Linked DNA regions of Mus musculus: region 1 is linked to region 2. The links are chromatin contacts, called in public HiChIP or PLAC-seq maps. All regions are on one chromosome and are shown on one strand. Each heading gives the region's core, a stretch centred on a gene start, on an enhancer-like site or on the middle of the called end of the contact. The rest is flanking DNA. Distances are from core to core; before and after follow the strand shown. Region 1 overlaps Spon1 (spondin 1, (f-spondin) extracellular matrix protein). Region 2 has its middle 44 kb from the start of Far1os.

Evidence for each region. HiChIP or PLAC-seq counts read pairs in DNA pulled down with a chosen protein or histone mark.
Region 1: an H3K27ac HiChIP or PLAC-seq map of SST interneurons shows a contact between it and region 2, with 6 times the contacts expected there. The contact joins two enhancer-like sites. A contact is called at or near these places in 2 of 484 Hi-C or Micro-C datasets (cortical neurons and embryonic stem cells) and 4 of 115 datasets of contacts at active chromatin or transcription factors (SST interneurons, T-cell acute lymphoblastic leukemia, cardiomyocytes and 1 more).

The regions. Positions count from the first base shown.
Region 1 is chr7:114,042,364-114,045,063 of GRCm38.p6, forward strand. It overlaps Spon1 (spondin 1, (f-spondin) extracellular matrix protein), which reads left to right. Exons shown (of 16, transcript NM_145584.2): 16 at 1-1,012. Among named protein-coding and RNA genes, the nearest start is that of Gm51454, 7.2 kb to the left of the region's middle. Within about 2 kb of position 1,413, at least 32 of the 459 cell types and tissues checked have an H3K27ac peak or open chromatin away from gene starts, as enhancers often do. A contact at or near this core is called in SST interneurons, where this site is marked.
Region 2 is chr7:113,607,924-113,610,623 of GRCm38.p6, forward strand. No RefSeq gene overlaps it. Among named protein-coding and RNA genes, the nearest start is that of Far1os, 44 kb to the left of the region's middle. Within about 2 kb of position 1,263, at least 30 of the 459 cell types and tissues checked have an H3K27ac peak or open chromatin away from gene starts, as enhancers often do. A contact at or near this core is called in SST interneurons, where this site is marked.

The sequences.
Region 1 (2,700 bases), core at 163-2,662, 430 kb after region 2:
TGCACTCTGGAAACCCATCACAACCCGTCTATTGTATCAATACATAAACATTCTCTCTGTCAAATTACCGCTGTGCTCTGTTTTCATTAAGCCTCCATGTTTTAGACAATAACAAGTTAAAAACAAAATTTTGGATCATGCATGGTGGAAGCTATATTCTCAGAACTAGAGAAACTGTCCCAAGCCAGCAAAGGTTGTTGAAGTCAGAAAACTCTAAGAGCTACATTTTTGACAGTCTGACCTGAAGTTTTCAAAGCCTGGCTTTAGAAAATTCTGTTACATGGAATTATCTATGAAGAAGTAAAATATTTATACCCTAAAAAAATGCATACTATTATCCAAACAAGACTAAACCATAAATGTTTAATTCCTACTTAAAACTCCGAATCAAGGAAGCCAGCCATTTCCACCATGTTGCTACTTGGCAAGGTCGATTTCAATATCCCCATTCTTCTTGTTCATATTGCCCAAAGTAGACAGAATGAACATAAATTCCCTTTGAAAAATGATTGAAATGCAGTAACGAATTATAAATAGCAGCTACATGTTAATTAGCACGGGGCTAATTCTCCGATTTAGATCCTGTGGAAAAATGAAAGCAAAACATCCATATTAAAATGTCACATTTAAATGACGGTGCCTGCTTTCGAACCCCCATGGGCTCAGAGGCGATGTATGTATCCAATGCATGTATCCAGGGACAGAAGGGCAAGGACAGTAATGGTGGGGCCCAGGGAATCTGGGTTGGCACCTGAGCAGCTGTGACAGCCGGCCCAGGTGGGTCCTGCTGTTCTGGTGTCAGGACTGACCTCCGAGCCTTACCCCTCGCCTTCACAGTTTACCAAGTTCTCACGCAGAGAGTGGGTCTCCCAGCAGCCAGCTCTACTCCACCTGCCCCTCACTGCTTTGTAGTGCACACCTTTGTACTGAATCTGACGAGAGCTGCATTTTGGTCATCTGTAACTGAAAATGTCTCGACAAATAAAATTTGCATACATAATTTTTAACAGTTATCATCAGAGCGCAATGCTATCTCGGGCTGTTTTCACTTAACATGCATGGTGTCTTCACATAAGATGGCATTCATTAACATCTCACGGAGCTCAAAATACCCCCGCTCCGGCATACTGATTAGTAACAGGCTCATGTTTTAAGTCATTTCATGCTTAGACAATTTTCCTTTACCAAGAGTAATTTGTAAGTATTAAGAGAAGAGTGGGGGCTGGTGAGATGGCTCTGTGGGTAAAGGGCACTCGCTGCCAAGCCTGACGACCTGACTTCGGTCCCCAGGATCCATACGGCAGGAGAGGACCAATGCACAGAAGCAAGCTGTCCTCTGACCTACACATCCTCATGAGTGATCCTAACCCGGAATAACCAGTCTAGCTCGGTCGCCAGAAGGCTCACCAGGAAACACTTGACTTCCTGCTGATTGTGCGGGACGCCCGGTCTGCCTGAAGCAGGACCTGCCCTTCAGTCATATCCACAGAGAGACCTTTATAGTAACTTGACGCTGCAGTGATAGCCAATAGAATAATTACGTTCCTAGTTCATTTTCTTTTCCTTGCACTTAGCAAAAATATGTCAGTCCACACACTGGGGACTAAGAAGTCTTAAAACGGGCTTAAGCAGCTTGGAGAAGCACTGAACAACCATTCTCAGCCATAGAGAATCTGCCCTCACCCCACCCCCACCCCCACCCCAGGGCCCTGCTATGTAAACCACGGTGGCCCTGATATCACTTGTGATATCACGATTCTTCTGCCCCAGCCTCCTTAGTGCATGAATTCCAGGCCTGCTCCACCCTATACAGCCAAACTATAGACTTCTCTCTTCTAGCCAATCATCCCAATTTAACAACTAATTCTAGGTTTGCATTGCTACCTACTTGGACTGACCACTGAGCACCGACTTGCTCTCACTGTTCTTAAAGCAAAACATCTGTCACCCAGCTTTGTGCCAAAGAACTTCCTCAAACAGCCCACCCCACACTCACTGCCTCCATTTCCTTATCTGCCAACCACACTGCAGCTCCTACCTAATGCCCCAATCAAACAAACCTACAGGAGGCCGATTGCTGCTGCCCCTCACTCGCCACAAAGCTTCTTTCCATCTCAAGGTCTAGGGTTCCTTAAAATACAGGCTCTTGGGACCAGGAAGATGGTTCCACAGGTAAAAATCTCTAGCTTTACAAGCCTGAAGAACTAATCTGAACCTCAGAGGTCAATCTCTGGAACCCATATAAAAAGCCAGCTGTAGTAATGCACATCTGGAATCCCCAGCCTATGTAATGCACATCTGGAATCCGCAGCCTATGTGATGCACATCTGGAATCCGCAGCACGCCTATGGTGGGAACAGAAGTGGAGGTAGGAGAATGGCCCAGAAGCTCTGGGGCCAGCTATCCTTAAACACACCGTGCAGAGACAGAAATGAGACCCTGCTGTGCCAATCAGAAACTGAACTATGGTGGGCGGGTACTATTCATGATCCTAATGCCCCAGCAGTTACCCAGGAGGTTGAAGCAGGAGGATAACTTGAACCCAGGTGAACAAGGCCAGCCTGGATAAGACCAGGTCCTGCCCCAAAAAAGGAAGGTGTAAGAGAGACTAAATATATAGTTCGTGGACAGTGAACACAGACTGAGTCTTAAAGCTGCCCTGGCTTTCAGCCTAAAGCAATATTCCTGGCTATAGAGGAA
Region 2 (2,700 bases), core at 13-2,512:
AGGAGCCAGGATAGGGTTCCCAAGGCCCTGCTGGGAGATACGGACATCTGTGACTCTCATGATAAAGCAGGGCTGACTGGACCTGATCCTGCCAGCAGGGGGAATGGTGGTGGTAATGTCGATGTGTACTGGGGAAGCAGCCCACGCTCAGTCTGTTTTGCTGTCACACTTGCGTGTTTGTGTGTGATTTTAACATAAATTAGCTCAAATGTGCTTGATAAATGGAACAACGCCAGTGAAATGCGGTTCATCTGCGAGGCTCCCGGCCTGCCAACATTTTGCACTGGCAGGCCTTGGAAGATGCAGGCAAAGTGCAGGAACCCAGCTGGATACAGCACGGAGGGAGAGAGACAGCATTTCCTGCAGCTCCCAGCAACTCCAGGCCTTTTGCCTCAGGGAAGTCTCCAGTCCATGTTAGGAGTACTTGTCAGTCAGGTCTCACTGATCCTGTGCCCGGGGTGGGGGGGTGGTGGGGGTGGTGGGGGTGGGGTGGGGGTGGTGGGGGTGGTGGGGGTGGTGTAGGGTAGGGGGTGCGTGTTTCCTTCTCCAGGTAACTCAGAAGGTCGTAGTTTCTCTTACATTGACATCCATCAAGCTGTCCTTTCTTCCTGTCTTAAAGGCAGAGTCCTCTATTTTCTCCAGGCTGTGTTGTGTATTAGGAACTGGACATTCTTCTTAAACCACTGGCATCTTTCACGGAGGTTATCTATTTGGGGTTGTCTGCCGCCGTCCTATTTTTCCCATAAGTCTTAATTATTTTTAGTTTGCGATTTTGCAGAGAGTGTGTTTCTTTCCCTCCCCTTAGGAACACATACAACTCATTGCTGCAAGAGCACCTGGTTTTGTTTTTTTGTTTTTTGTTTTTCCTTCTTTTTTTTTTTTTTTAAAAGAAGGGGGAAAAATGAGAAAATATCTGAATAATAGCTAGCTACGGATGTGCTGACCACATCTGTTTGGCTACAGGTCATGTAGGTTTTTCTTGCTATTTCAAAGTATCTCCAGAACTCAGCCTACTTTCTTACCCTATTCTTGACTAGTTGGAAATATAAAGAACTTGTAACCGACTTACAGATCCTATTGGGTCAAGACTGGATGCCTGCTTGGGTTTCTGAATACAATTTTCAACCCTAGAGACCCAGCACGTGCTCTGTCCCCTAGTCTCCAGAAGGAGCCTTCAGGCAAAGCCATATCCATGAACAATGCTGCATAAGCAGATGCTAACACCGTAAAGCATGCAGGATGCAGGCAGCTGGAAAATTGTGCTACAAAAATAAACACCCTGTTTCTGCAAATTGGGCAACTCTCATTAGCCCCAGGAAGCTCGTTTTCATGGTTAAGTAGTTAAGCGGCTGATTAAAGGCACAAGACCATTTAGGCACCTGCTTATTTGTGCATTTTCCTTTTTGTTCCGAACTTTGGCCAGAAGATGGTGCTCGTGAACACACTTTGGCAAAGTCTCTCTCTCTCTCTCTCTCTCTCTCTCTCTCTCTCTCTCTCTCTCTCTCTCTTGCTACAAATTCTACACCTGCAGGTGCTCCTTCAGCTGAGAACATAACTTGGATCTTGCAAGTCCGGGAAAAAGGCGATTTGAAAACCAGCTAGAGGTTGAGTGACTAAGAATGCAACACCACCTGCCTTTTTTTTTTTTTTTTTTTTTTTTTTTTAGATTTAAAAATCCAGTTGAGGAGCATGTACAGCCCCAACTGTTGTTACATCAAAGCACAAAGTCTTAGTATCTTGAAATTAAGGGAAAGGCATTAGAGGAGACTCTAGCTTATGTTTGGACCTGTATTAGAACAGAGAGAGCTTGGCACACCAGAGAGGAGTAGACCTAGATTTAAATCTTGACAGCAAATACCACTCATAGTGGTTTACACCCCCTAGACGTGTTCTCACATGCTCTCAAGAGTCTTTGAGCCATTATGCACCATGCCCACATCAGTAGTAGAGGAAGAGATTTCAAAGCCAAGGAATCCATCTCTGCATCTTCAAATCTGGCTTTTAAGGTGGCTTCTGCTGCTGTTTGAAGACCTTTCTTTCTTTCTTTCTTTCTTTCTTTCTTTCTTTCTTTCTTTCTTTCTTTCTTTCTTTCTTTCTTTCTTTCTTTTTGAGTGTGATGGCCAGCCAGATCTTACACAGAGAAGCAGGCCCAAGTGAGTGGAATTCCTAATCCTACCAGCCATTTTGACTCGCCATGTGCGGGTGTTCTCTGAATGGGTTACCTGTTCCATCTTTATGACATCGGGAGGCTGTTACTCTTATTACCGTGCTTCACAGGTGTGGAAGCAGAGGCTTATGGAGTTGAGATAATTTGCTCAAGGTCAAACAAGAAATAATGATTACAGCTAAAACAAGATCCAGCTGGCTTCCGAGCCCACAGTGTCAATCTCTAGACTGTCAACCTCTCATCAGCCATGTTTCTAGAGTCTACCTTCTCATTTCTGTTCAAAACCTTCTCAAGGGCTTCCACAGCCCCTGGGATAAAGGTCACGTTACTTAGCCTGACATTTAGGGAGTTTTATGAATCACTTTCAAGTGTGGGCAGATTAGAGAAATGGCAACAATATTTTCAAAGGCTGTGTCTAAGACAGTGGCCTCAAGTGGGCATTGCTTTAGTTGCTGGAAGAGCCTGTGCTTGCCCCTATAAGTGAGTATTTATTTGCAAATTATTACGGATTCTATTTTCAACCCAAGCATTGC